Linked DNA regions of Mus musculus: region 2 is linked to region 1. Evidence: chromatin contacts called from public Hi-C data. All regions are on one chromosome and are shown on one strand. The core of a region is the stretch at or near the end of the contact, and the rest is flanking DNA. Distances in the headings are between cores, read along the strand shown. Region 1 has its middle 14 kb from the start of Lratd2. Region 2 overlaps Cyrib (CYFIP related Rac1 interactor B).

Region 1 (7,111 bases), core at 2,848-5,347:
GGACCAAAGCACAGTGCCCCCGTTCCAGGGCCCGGCTCATACACTTCTTGTCTTGGTGAGTCAGAATTGAAAAGCACTGGAAAATCTTAGGTATAGGAGCAGTGAGGAGGAAAAAAAAAATGCCCTCATTCTAGCATCCATCTGCAGCCTTTGCCAGCAGTAAAGCAAACATTCTAGAACAATTAACAACTTCCCGAGCCCTTTCTCCAACCCCAGCCATGAGCATGCACTTTTCTGTGAATCTCATGAGAAAGGACATGTACCAAATATTGGAAGGGTCCAAAGATGGCTGAAGGAAGACCCAAGACTTGGGTAGTATGCAAAGGCAAGGAGTGTTTATTCTATAGAAACAACCAGCATGAGAGGGTCAACATTCTTTGAAATGGCGATGCCAGACAGAGGTGTGCAGGCCTTCTTATAGGGAGCTGGAAACTCTCTAAAAGGATTAAGTAACCTAAAATTTCACTGGCGAGTGCTAGGGGGTCACAGGTGGTCAGTGGTCTGCATTCCTATGTCATGAATGTTTAACCGTAGAATGAGATAGAGTTGCCCAGCACAGATGGCCCATTCTGAGATAAGATATTTCCCCACGTTTGTGGTTATCTCTGTGGTCTTTGGGAGGGGATTTTTATGACCTTGTTTCTGAATTTTATTGTGGTCTATTCCTGGAAACTGGTGCCTTTTGGTTTTCTTTTCGAAATCAGGCCTGGTCCCTAAATGGAGATATATATATATATATATATATATATATATATATATATATATATATATATATATATTTTTTTTTTTTTTTTTTTTTGCTCAAGTTGTTTCCATTGGGCAGTGGTTGAGGGTTTTTGAGTGACTCAAATGAGGGGCAAAGTAGATCCTCTTGCTGTGAATATCCAGGACTTGTCTCTTCCTCTCTCACCCCTCTCCTCTCTCCTCTCATGGCCCAGTTCAGTCTGGTGGCCTAATTCAGACTGGACCTTTCCAGATACCTCTGACTGATTTTCCCTCATATCTATAACAAAACCCTTCTTCTCAACCATACGTACCTAGGAGTGATCATGTTCTCATTTTCATTCACTTCTCTAAGAAGGATGAAGCATCTTAGCATTAGCCATATGTATGTGCCTTTGGGCTGCCAGTTTATACTTCAAAAGGCTTCAAATAATCTCCTTTTCCTGTTCTCCCCCTTTTGATAAAAGAGGTAAGTACATGAGGTGAACCTTAAAATGTCATAGATGATATTCTAATCTGATAGTGAAAGAATGGCTCAAACACTGTATATAAGCTTATGGGCTGGGCCGTAAACTCAGATCTGCACCTTGATGTTGGTCTCTGGGGTCAGATTTCTCAGGGTTCATCACATGGCTCTGTCACCTCTCACGTAACATCCTTGGTCCTGTTCCCACACACATTTGGGCAGATCTTGCATTCCCTTACCCTCCCTTGAGAAATATATACTCTCCATTTGGGTATATCTCATTCTTTTTCATGCCTTTCTTCTTAACCATCATGCTAAAGTCTATGTTAAAATATCTTCATACATATGTATGTAACAGTGATTAGTTGGGAGAAAGGCCACAAGTTGGAATGTTTAGAGGGGAAATATGTAATTTTGTCATCTCAAAAAAAAAATAATAAAAATATATCTTCAACAAAGTTATCTACTTTGCTTGGTCAAACTGGCTAGTCCTGACATTCTTTAAAGCTTGGAAGCCATGATCTGGCTTTGGCCTGAGTTGAGGTCCCTAAAAGCTTGAGTGTACTGTCTCAGTCTGGTGAAGATAACAGTATCTCTAACCTTTTAACCACTGATATCAAAACTTACCAGTCTTTATAATTTTGTAAATCTGTTTTCCTGTCTGTCTGCCTATGCGCCTACTTACCTATCTCTTCTTGGTTAGATCTCGGTGGTGAAACCTAATGAATAAACCAACTCAGTGCATGCGGTTTAACAGAACATGGACCCAGGCAAGACTGACTCAGACCCACGTGTGCAGATCGCCTCCCCGTTCTACCCGTTCTAGTCAGTGTCCATGCTACTATTGCCACAAGTCAGTGCCAAGAAAAGTGTGTTCTGCAAGGTGAACTCGCTACTTTAGCAAAGCTTTTCTCATTCCTAGTTCTTCTTGGACCTCAAGCCTCATCCAGAACAGCCATCTCAAGAGCTTCTGCCTACCCACTGAGATTTCCGAAGCATTGAGAGGAGATAGCCCCACTGGGCTGCGGAACCTGACCTTTCTATATATGGATCGCCTGGAGTGGGATAGAGCAAAGGGTGACCCAGGAATCCTGACTAATTTGACAAATGAATTAATTACCGAGGGAGGATGTGAATCATTGGAGCTCCGGGGGGTATGGCTGAGAAATAAATCGTATTTCAGTGTGCTGTACCAAACCACTGAATTCCTGCAGGCGCTTACACACAATGCCAACCTGAGCATGAAGGAGTCTGCCAGTCTGCCAAGGTCAAAACCGATCCCTATTCCTACCAGGCTAATTCCCCTCACCCAGTGACACACAGATTACTGTGCAAACAGTCAAGGACTAGATCTCTGCTCCTTAGCTGCTTCCTGTCATTACATCAAGCCCCAGGAGGGCTCAACTTCCTCGTTCATTATGTAAATGATTTAAAGACAGAATCTAATAGATTAATACTCGGAATCCTCTCCTGTGAATGCCTCTCGTTAACTCGATTTCTATTTAACTGGAGTTAAGGAAAACCGCCTAGTTACAGCCTTCGTCAATCTTTCTAAACTGGTAGTTCATGTGCCTGCCTGGGTTCTGGGAGTAAAATGAAAATAATTGCATTATTGCTCCATGATCAGGTATCTTGCAGTGTCCTGAGGGCACTATTCTACCTATCTATGAGGATTAAAATTTAACCGCAGTTACAGAGTTTTGTGAGGAATCTGGCCCTTCCTGCTCTAAGGCGAAGAAGAAATCTATAGGTCTTAGTGGATAGCTGCAGACCTCGGCCTAATACTTACAACCAGCACAGGGGCCGGAGCACGTTCTCAAAAAAAAATGGTGATGGAGCCCTGGTGTGAAGTGGATTTATTTCTTGTAGGGTGTGTTTCCTCATAATTGTAAGCATTGTTGCTGATGATTGAGAGATGAGCTAAAGACTCTGTTGTGTCATGCACACCTGTCCTTTGAGTTGTCACACACTGAGTGCCAGGCTTCCTGGACTTTGTCCAGACTCTGCAGACAGATGATGGACAGAGGCTGAGTGACTTGCTTCATGGACCTGAAAACTAGCAACATGGGCCTACCTGGGAACTTCTTAAAATTACAAAATGACTCAGAACTGCTAAGCTGTTTCACTTTAACAAGGTCTCCATGCAGTGTGTGTGTGTGTTTTGTGTTTGGGTGTGTGTATTTGTGTGTGGTGTGTATTTGTGTTTGTAAGTGTTTGGTGTGTGTGTTTGGGTGTGGTATGTGTATATTTGTGTATGGATGTATGGTGTGTTTGTATGTGATGTGTATATGTGTTTGTGTGTGGTGTGTTTGTGTATGGATGTGTGTGTGTGTGGTGTTTGTGTATGGATGTACGTGTGGTGTGTTTGCGTGTGTTTATGTGTATGTGTGTGTGGTATGTTTGTGTTTATGTCTGGTGTATGTGTGTGTATGTGTGTTGTGTGTGTGTGTGTGTGTGTGTGTGTGTGTCTGGAGGCAGACCTTAAAGCACAGCCTCTGGATAGCCACTTGGTTGCCCCAACACGCTGCAAGTCTCTGTGCTCAGTCCCTGATATGAACAGCACCCCCCTCACTGTTCTTGGGTGAATGTCCTGAGCAGTGACCCTGGAGGCATAAAGACAACTGTGAGCACTGTACATGCAGGGCACACACAGGTGTCCTTGTTAAGTGGCACACACAAGTCTCCATAGCAAGTGTCCTTGTTAATGGTTTTCCCAAAGTCTTTTGTTCCTTGGCTGTGCTTGTTTGTGTTCTCTGAGGCCTAGGCACCCAGGCCAAAGATCTCTACACCTGGATGATCTCAATTACTTGTTAGCTTAATAGGCTCTCCCTTTCTCAGCTTGAGCCTAGCCAGGGCTATCAAGGTTATTTACATCACAATTGCACAAGTTTTCTGCCCTGGGGCATCATCCAATCCAACTGACTTTACTAAAGACCCTGAAAGGTTCTGGGTCTGTTTCCCAGGCTATCAAGGCAGGGAGTTGCTTGAGTAAGTTTTCCCAGCAGGTGAAATCTTGACAGGAAACCTTTTGCATGGAGGAGTTCTTAGCAGCAGAGGCTCTAGCTGCCCTCTCTAGGATTGCATTGTTTCGTTTCAGGAAGGCAATAATGGTGTTCACCGGTGTGAATAACATTCAAGAGCCTGGAGCCAGGGGAGGAAGTCTGAAAGGAAAGGGAACCGGCTAACTGAGCAGAGTTTGTGGGAGATTAGCACAGAAACAGATCCCCAGACACATCCATGGGATTTATAACAAGGCTGGGTAATTTGTTCTTGCATGCTAAGATAAGGGTAAACAAATTTCATGCTGAGATGCTGGCCCCTATCTAGAGAAGGCAGGAAGGATTCTGCACCCTGTTGCTCAATGGCCGACTTGACAAATTATCCCCAGGAGCTTGTTTCTTGCAGACTTTATCAAGAGGTTGCACCGAGACCCAAGTGTTAAAGGTAGAGATGGCTTGCCTTGATGCAGACACAGTTCTTGTGCATCTCAGCATGGAAAAGCTCAGATGTAGACGTGACCCCAGCATTTGCAAGACCTTTGAAAGGCACTGTGCTGGTCTTGAGAAACCATGTGATACCCAGATGGGATGAAAATATATTCGAGAATGCCTTGCATGCCCTTGAGCCTTGAACCACATCGGTAGGGCACCTGACTCTGGACAGTAAACATTCTGTTTCTTGTGGTTTGCAGTGGAATGCAGTGTACAGTGTATCCACTTGTAAGGGGACAGGACAATAGCAATTCCTCTATTGTCTTAGTATTCATTATTTGTAGCATACTCCGGGCACTGGTAATGTTTTCAGAAAGAAGACATCTAGAGCTCTAATGTTAAGTTTCTTAGCAAAATCTTCGAATGACACTTAAAAAATGGAAAATTTAGGGACTGGAGAGATGGGTCAATTCTTACCAAGACTTTCATTCAATTTCCAGAACCCACATGGTAGCTCACAACTGTCTGTAACTCCGTCAGGGGATCCAAGACTCTCTTCCAGCCTACTCACACACTATATGCATGTGTCCATGGACACACACGCAGGCAAAGCACTCATATACTGTAGCAGGAATGGCGGGGGCAGGGGGGGGAGGGGGCGTCTCTACATAAACACTGGGGGCCATGCAGCCGCAAAAGCAACTTCTGCAGGAGGACCTAATTGAGGACTGCCTGAGAGAACAAGAATTGCTGGTGCAAACAGTGTTAGCCAATCAGAAACTGCTGTTTAGAATAGATACTTTCTTGGGACCAATGGGAGTGTGGGTGGAGGGTATTAAATGAGCTTGCAGCAGTGCTCAGATGAGCTTGCTGCAGCATTTCTCACCTGTTCCCAGGAGTCTGCAATAGCCCCAACCCCCAAAGGCAGAAAGGATCAGGCAGAGAGTTGTCCAGGGTACAGGCAACACTATACATAAAATAAAAATAAAGGTTAATTTATATATGCCCTAGTACAGGGGAATGCCAGGGCCAAAAAGTGGGAGTGGGTGGGAAGGGGAGTGGGGGGGAGGGTATGGGGGACTTTTGGGATAGCATTGGAAATGTAAATGAGGAAAATACCTAATTTAAAAAAATGACAAAAAAATAAAGGTTAAATATTGGAAAAGTATTATCCAGTAAAATAGCTTATTTGGTGGTCTCTCTGTGTGTTGAATGATTTCAAGAATTCTGTAATCTATGCTTATTACTCCCACTTCACAGAAGTTGGAACAGAGGCCTCAGAAGTAGGAAATTCAACCCAGAAATCACAGCCAGAGAAGGTCAGATCAGCCCCTGGGGAGCTGTGAATGTTGACAGTTTTGACACATTTATTAGGTACGTCAAGCTAGGCTCTTTACCCTGACACCCCCCCGCCCAAAGGGTGGTATACCTAGAAGTATACTTGGACATACAGAGCAGAATCTCTGGAATGTCTCTTGCCCACAGGGCTCGTAAGTGGCTTTGAAAAAAACCAGATGACTTCACTCACAACTTATGCTGGTCTAGACAGTGGAGTAGTTTGGTAGTTTGCACGTCTCATTTAATTTGTATGTGGTCCTTTAAGTATCATTCCACTTTACCTTAAAAAAAAAAATCAAGATACCAAGATGTTAGAGATTAATCAACTGGCCTAAGAGCTCCTAAATGAATGAAAGTGTGTGTGTGTGTGTGGGGGGGGGGGGGATAAAAAGAAAAGACATGACTGTTCCTAGGTATGGGGGAGGACAATGTTTGTTACAGACAAAAGGGAAAGCATAAGTCAGAGACAGGGACACCTGGGAGAGTCCAGAGTGGACATGACCCTGGACCATGTGAGGGGATGGGGAGGGCGGGGAGGGGCGGACGTGAAGGGGGGGAGAAGAGAGGGGAACAACAGTCAAGAGGACAAAAGATAAAAGGGGTGGGTAACAAAAATTCCTACATTAGATGGGAAAGAGCCTCTAGGGGAAGGGCAGTCCAACCCCCAGGGACTGAAGAATTCAGGGTAGAGGATAGGGTGTACCAGCCTGTAACAGGTAGGGACTGGGGGGCAGGGGGGGGGAGAAGCTGGCAACCAGGTCTACTTTGATATGTTAATTAGGCACCTCAACCTTTTGTCTCGGGGTTTGAGACTTAACATTAACACTAGGGTTGCTATTTGATGTCAGACTTTCTGTGACTCTAAGGGTTACCCAGTACCCTCTAGAAGAGAAGCCCTTGGGTTTCAATGTCCACCAGAAATTGGCAAACAGGTATCTTAATAAAATTACTTATTGCTGGCTGCTTTAAGACCCTTGCAAGACTTGTTACACAAACGTTTCTGCTGGTCTAACTGCTAGAGCTTCTAGTTCCACAGGGCAGGGGCAGGGACTAAGCACCTGCATCTCTAACAGGTTATCAGTTGATACTGAAGCTGTGGCTGGAGGATTTTTCACTTTGAGAACTATTGCTTAAAGATATTATAATGGGGAGT
Region 2 (7,111 bases), core at 1,909-4,408, 3.2 Mb after region 1:
CTCCACACACACACAAAGCTGAGCACAGCAATGTGTGCCTCCAGCTGGGGTGGAGGGGAGAGAGGAGGACCTCACAGGAATGCTGGCCAGTCAGTCTAGCTCTAGGCTCAATGAAAGTCACTGTCTCAAAAAATAAGGTGGAGAGCATTGAGGAAGACACTTCATATCAATTTCTATTCTTGTGCACATATGCCCACATATGAACACACACCATACATGTGAGGTCTCCTCACATTTGACACCCTTTGATCCACTGAAGACATTTAGAAAAGAGCCTCATTTGTAAGGCTAAAGAAAAAAAAAAAAAAGCCCCAGCATGCATCTCTCAGGTGGTGCCCAGACACTAGACAGACCTTGTTCCAAGACAAAACACAGCAGCAAGGTCACTAAATGATGTTTTCCCCTTTCTTCCAAGCACTTAGAGAATGCAAGCTTGCATTCATACTTTTCCCTGAGTCAGCATGGGGGTCCAGGGCCTCCTCTCATGAAGGAGGTAGAGGCAGAGGTAGGCAGAGCTCTGTGAGTTCCAGGCCAACTTGGTCTACATAAGCGAGATCCCGGCCAGCTAGGACTACATAGTGAGACCTTGTCTCAAAACAAAATAAAATAAATACATTTCCCATAGTTTCAAGCTCTATTAAACAGGCATATACAATTGTCTCTAATGAGGCCTCAGCACAGAAATCAATCTGCCTTTAACCCTAGGAGACACCTGAGTGGTCCTAAAAGGGGGACAGCAACTAGACACGAGCTACTTAACTCATTGGCAAATGTTAAAAAGGAGTGTTTGGAAGCCTTAAGTCAACCATCTGTTTAGCCTAATAATGTTAACAGTGACTGTACTTCAATAAGGTTTGGTTTTGTTTGTGGTACTGGGAATTGATCCCAGGGTCCACGCATGTTACCCAAGAGCTCCACCAACAAGCTACACCCCTCAGATCTCAGACAAGGTTTTATTTAAGCAACAACAATTCGACCTTCTTTTGATTGAATGAACAGACTGTGGAGGTAAGAAGGAGGCAGATAAGGATGGAATTATATTAGTGAATAGACACATATTATTAGTACGTGCTGAATTGACATGGAGAATCCCAGAACCATCCATCACAGTCACACCCTAGTCCTGCGAGATAAACTACGCTGGGGACAAGGGCAGACACCCCTAGCCGTTGGACGAATAGTAATGGTGTTTCTGAATTAATTGAGAATTACCTATCAACTATCTTCTAGGTATAAAGACATGATGTCTTTAAAGAAAAGTCACTGCTAACCTGAAAGATAGAGAATATTCCTTTGGGGACCTGGTCTATGGATGAGGGGCTCTGAGGGCTAGGTCCAGCTAACATGTTTCCTGGTTCAGCAGCTCTCACTTCCAAGTCCTTCCACATGGTAAACCTCCCAGGTTTGGGGTCCCCATGCCCTCCAGAGGGGTGAACACCCAGGGTGTGGTCATGCACTGCGCTGGGCCTAGAGGAGTTGCTGAGCACATCCCTTCTTGTGCCCTGGAGCTCTTAGGACAGTAAGCAGTGGCATCAACATGCAAACTGTGTGTAGTGAACCAAGATACCAAGTCGTTACAGACTTGGCAAGGCCAAGTCCCAACCAGGCTGACACGTCACTTCCATAGTGGATGGCACTGGATCCCACAGTCTGCTTAGGCCTTTCAGCATCTCTAAACACACGCTCATTCACAGACCTGGCTCTGATCTGGCTCCTGGCTCTTGGGGTCAGTGGTACACAGCAGAACTTTACACCATAGATGTAGACTGGCTTCAGCTGACCTGCCTGTGTGGTTACGGGCACTGGCATACTGCCCAGTCAAAGAACAGAAATTTAAATTCTATCCCATGATACTCATGGTGTGTGCTCATGAACATCCAATCAGTGCACACGGCGTGGAGCTCCAGAGTCAGGCACACCTGGGTCCAGTCTGGGATTATGTAGATCCCGACAGCACTCAGTGTCTCAAACAAACTTGTTTCTTCCTCTGTCATTCTTTTAAGTGTACTGAACAATATTCAGAAAGTGGCTGGTCCATAGAACTTCTAAAAATAGCACTCTTCAACATGTAGCCAGACAAAATTCATGAAAAATGAAAAAAGAAAAATGTCATACTACAAAAAAGCCACCATTTGACCATCAACTGGATCAAAATTCCAAATCCCTGTCCATTTTAAATGAGTCTCTATGGTCAGGGCTGACTTCTAGAGCTCGCCACATCTTCTTTTTTTTTTTTAATCCCCAGCCTTCATCTTGCTGCCGCTGAGTTTCATCAGAAGATACCTAGCCATCACCTCTGTATACATGATAAACGTGGCCGTGCCTAAACTCACCAGGACGTGAAAGTTAAGTTAAATATGGGCAATTTGTGCACACCAAGCACACACACCTTAAGGAAACCATAAACATATCCTACTGCATAAAACTGAGCAGGACTCCAGATGGGACAGGGGGACAGTGTTACCCGGAAGTGTGCTTGTCAGCAGGCCACAAGGCATGGGACTGGGAGGGGGGGCGGTGCTTGGCGAACAGGCCTGCAGTGCCTGCAGAGGACTTGACCCCACTCTGTGCCAGGCAGGGTGGTGGCCCTCAGGAGCAGCTGCATACTGGAAATCTCTCAGGGGCCAGCACTGAATACGCCTTGGTAGAAGCGGCTGCTGGCTCTCAGGGGAAAACAGCAGCTGGCCCTAATCACCCAGGGTACCTTTTCCAAACACTGCACCTCAGACCTGGGGATCAGGGGTTCCTGGGTGATGGGGTCACATAGCTGAAGCCTCTCTCCCTCTGAAAGCCAAAGCCACAGCAGCCATTCTGCTCAGCCACCAGGGAGAGAAGCACTAGAAGTCTTCTTGCTCATGGCACCTCCCTTTCCCAGTGACTTCAGGGACAATAGTCAGATGGCTGTCTTAAGGCAGAGTCTGCTTCCCTCCCTCCCTCCCTCCCTCCCTCCCTCCCTCCCTCCCTCCCTCCCTCCCACCTCCCCAGGCCTCAGAAACCTGTGCTGAGCTAGTAGGCAAAGTACTTCTTTCCCACGGAGCCCTAAACATCCAAGGTTGGTCCATGCCCTGCCACTCGGGAATTCGGGAATTCGCAGCAAGTACTATGGTGCTACCCTTGCTTCTTAAGAAGGAAGCCCGCCCCAGGATGGTATGACTCACACAAAGCCACATGGTACATGAAAGGGCAGGAAGGGCAGGGACAGGAGCCAGCTCAGGGTACTTGCACCTATACCCCAGGCTGCTGCCCAATGACCTCTCTCCCCCGATACCTGTTTATCTTCCTCTTACAGCCAGTCAGTATAAAAACCTCATTACAGATTCTAGGAGTCTCATTTATTACAACCCACTCACAGTCAAAATGTCCTCCAGCACCACAGGTGGGACACATTTGACACAGATACAGAACCCCACAACCCAGGGTAACCACTTTGTAGCTGGGTTACATAGAAAAACCTTCCTAACCTCTCTGGGCTCAGTTTCCCCTACCATGAAATGGTGATGGTGATATCAACCACTAAGGATTTGATAAAAGACCATTAAGTGATGTCATTCAAAGAGGCAGGGCTTAGACCACAGCCAGTGGGAGCCACACAATGGCCTGTCGTCTCGCTTGCCTTATTCTTCTCACTGCCCCCAGCCCCCTACCCTAGGCAAGGTGACCCTTGCTACTCTGGTAGCTTTTCTCTTGGGTGCCCAATCCCCACTGGCACTGATGACCCACCATATGGCCAGAGGCACCTCATATCCCCCCAGGGCCCAGAACTAATGAGAAGAAACCATTTTCATTCTCCATTCAAGACCTTCATAATCAATGTCAAATATTTGTCCGGTGTCCAAAGCCCATAAAACTGAACTGGGCAGGGCAAGGGGTGGGGGACCCACAAAATAAATGGATGCAAACAAAGTGTGACTGGCCAAGGTGGCCCGACATCATCTGGGAGGGGAAGACAGTAGATGGTGAACAAAGCTAATACCCATTGAGAGCCCGAGGAAGCGGCCCACTACAGAGCAGTCACCTCCTGACATCTGCAAGGACGTCCCCAACCCACCAGACCTACAGAAGCTCCGTTCTGCAAAGGCCCCTTGGAAGTCCTTGAGGGTCCGTGGTGCGGCATAGGAAAGGGAGAAAGCATTTTCTTCCCAACCACGTGGTGCTTTCTAGCTAGCAGGAATCGCTACCCTCAGCGGCTCACCATCGCTGGCCTGCTTCCAGACCAGCTGGGAAGGAAACACTGGCTGCGGAGCCCTCCCCACTTACCCACATACCCTCACACTTCCCAGCATCCATCAGGGAAAGCCCACAGGCTGGGGCAGCACTTTGGTCTCTCCCTGTCTCTTTTCTCCTCCTCTTTCTCCTTCCTCCCTCCCTCCCTCCTTCCCTTCTGCTACTCATTGTCAAGTACAAATCACCAATGTAACAGAAACCCCAGTGGCCAGGAAAGAAAGCCACGCCCTGCAAGGCCCTGCCATGCTTTGCCATGCACAGCTGCTGTCTTGTCTGACAGTTCCATGTCCCTCTGGAAATGCACCCAATGTCTCCTATGGGACACCCTAACTATCTCTACATGTGTACCAGGGGTGGCATGTACCCTAAGAGAAGACAGTCAAAGCATGGAACCTTCCAGAACCAACAGACCTAAGATTCTAGCTGGCCAGTAAATTTGACTGAGGCTGCTGGGAGGGAGGTGCCTTTTATCCCACTAGGAGACTTAGTTTGTGTCCAAGTTGTTCTAGCCGCTTGCCACCTGGAAGAAAGAGCCTAGAGACCAACCACTGGAGCAGCCCCGCCCAATCAGCTCATTGCTTGGCACATAATTCTCTTTAATTTTATCGACTTAGGCTAGCTGAAGTTCAGAGAGAGTCATTTGCAATCCAGAGAGCAACTGGTTCAGTGTTCAGGGGGTGACAGGCTGCTGCTTGCTGCCACCCATTCCTCACTTCCTGTCCTGGCTCAATGTCAGGTCTGACTCTCGGCTTGCAAGGAGGGTGGGGCCCTAAACATCCACCTTTCATTACGGACGCAACTCTTAACTTTTTGTGTTCCTTCTGTCACCTGTCCCATGATGTAAATACCAGTGGCTGCTTACAAACTGTGGCTCAAGGTCCTGAAAAGCCATCATGGAGTCTCCCCTCTTGCTCATCCCCATAGCTCAGACCCACAAACCAAACACTCTCCGAGCTCTGGGAGGAATGGGGTTTTCAAGATTCTCATTTATGATACAAGCCTTTCGAGGACAAAGGTAACCCATGCAGGTTTCCACATCTCTCTTCTTGGGTGAAAGTCCTAGGTTCCTCATGGCTGAAGTCTACTTTATTATAAGGGACTTCTAAACCCACTCTCCCTCCTAGTGCCTCAGGGCCTCCAGACCTTTGCAACAGTAGTTCACTCAAAGGTTCTGGATTCAATAACCTTTGTTATGGAAATTAAAGCAAAAACAACAACAACAACAACTACAACTTACTATTGTAATTGAAAAAAACAGGTCACTGTTTATTATTTCGGTTGGAGCCCTAAAGAAAGATCCTACTTGGGAGAGTGGGCCCTGCATCTCTCTTGGGCAGCACAATAGAGCTGCCCCTGGGGAGAGAGGGGCTCAAGCAGCCCAGGAGGTGAGCACAGGTCGAGCAGACCCTGCCCCTTGGTGGCTGCTGCACAGGGTAAGTTGGCTGGAGAACTTGCCCTGGTAATGCAGGCACAGGAGGGCTAGCAGGCTGACCAACTCAGCTACCTCCCAGGCCCAGATCCAGGGCTTCTGAGTTGGTCCACCCAAACATTTACCCCATTTATGATCTGCTGGGGGGCATGCCTGTCCTGCAGACCCAAAGCTGCGGGACCTCCACGACACAAGGCAACAACAACAGGATATCCTAGAGGAGTGCATATGAGAATCCAGTACTGATCGCGTAGCAGAAGCCAGAGGCCTCGAACCAGACCAGTGACTCTGAGCAATGTGCATTTTCAAGAGCGGATAGATGTGTGACACATATGGCACACTGCAGCTTCCATGACAAGACTTTTTTATTCTATTTTATTTTGATGGGAGGGTTGTTAGGGTGGAGATTGATACAAAGGGACAAGACGTGAGTGAGATTGGGTGTATGGTGTGACATTCACAGAGTCTACAAAAAGATAAAAAAATAAAAATGAAAATAAAAAATAAAAGAGCCTATGAATAAAACTCGTGGAGACACTGGACACAGACAACACCGACATTGATTCGTTCCAGGAGTTAATTCCAAAGACTCTCGGTACATGGCACAAATATCCCTGGACTTCATGTACCCAAGTCTGGCTTCAAATTCTGTCATTGCTAAGGACCACCTTGCACTTCTGACCCTCCTGCCTCCATTTCCAAGTGTGGCGTTCCCCGGTGCACCCCACCACACCGAGCTTACTCAGGTGAGTGAGATGGGACCCAGCCCTTCATGTGTGCTAGACAAGCATTCGACTGAGCCATATCCTCAGCCCCAAACTTTCCCACTCACAGAAGACAGAGCTTAAATGCCAGGCAATGACGTCACCTCAGACATCGTATCCAAAGGCAGAGAGGTCCCAGTCTGTCTTTCCTTCCACCACCTAGAAATGACCATATCTTCATTTCTAGGTATTTACACTCAAATATGAACACTTATTTAGAACTGTAAGGCACATAGACATTCACTACATGTCTTCTCTCTGGACAGCATCTCATGGGACTCTGAAACATGGCATCTGTTTCCTGAAGATGACCGTAACCCTGCATGTCTTGGGCCTCATGCGGTTTCACACTCTCCGCCTTATGGGCAAACGGTCCACGGTGGGCAGCTGTGGGGGTGTTTTGTAAAACCGTCTAGCATCTCCCAGACCCTGCAAGTTGCCACACTCTGGGTCACTCTGTCTTCTTGCTATCTCACCAGTCAACCAAAGAGCATCTTGCAAGGTCAGGGAGGCTCTAGACACAGCAAGGAGTCTGAATATCCTCGTTCCTTTACACACCACACGCACACAGCTGGCATGAGAAGGCTGAGGACTACCCTGCACTCCACAGGGTAGCGACGGTCCACACAAGACATGTCGCACCAATAAGATACAGATAAAAATGTGGGGGAACCCTCAACACACACTCAATTAA

The links. Hi-C and Micro-C count contacts between places; a contact is called where the count stands out from the background.
Region 2: a Hi-C map of the N1E-115 cell line shows a contact between it and region 1, with 4 times the contacts expected there. The contact joins two enhancer-like sites. A contact is called at or near these places in 2 of 39 promoter capture datasets (cranial neural crest and pre-B cells) and 1 of 484 Hi-C or Micro-C datasets (the N1E-115 cell line).

Annotation. Positions count from the first base shown.
Region 1 is chr15:60,835,929-60,843,039 of GRCm38.p6, forward strand. No RefSeq gene overlaps it. Among named protein-coding and RNA genes, the nearest start is that of Lratd2, 14 kb to the left of the region's middle. Within about 2 kb of position 4,098, at least 24 of the 459 cell types and tissues checked have an H3K27ac peak or open chromatin away from gene starts, as enhancers often do. A contact at or near this core is called in the N1E-115 cell line, where this site is marked.
Region 2 is chr15:64,028,718-64,035,828 of GRCm38.p6, forward strand. The region is part of intron 1 of Cyrib (CYFIP related Rac1 interactor B); the gene reads right to left. Among named protein-coding and RNA genes, the nearest start is that of Gm25628, 6.3 kb to the left of the region's middle. Within about 2 kb of position 3,159, at least 72 of the 459 cell types and tissues checked have an H3K27ac peak or open chromatin away from gene starts, as enhancers often do. A contact at or near this core is called in the N1E-115 cell line, where this site is marked.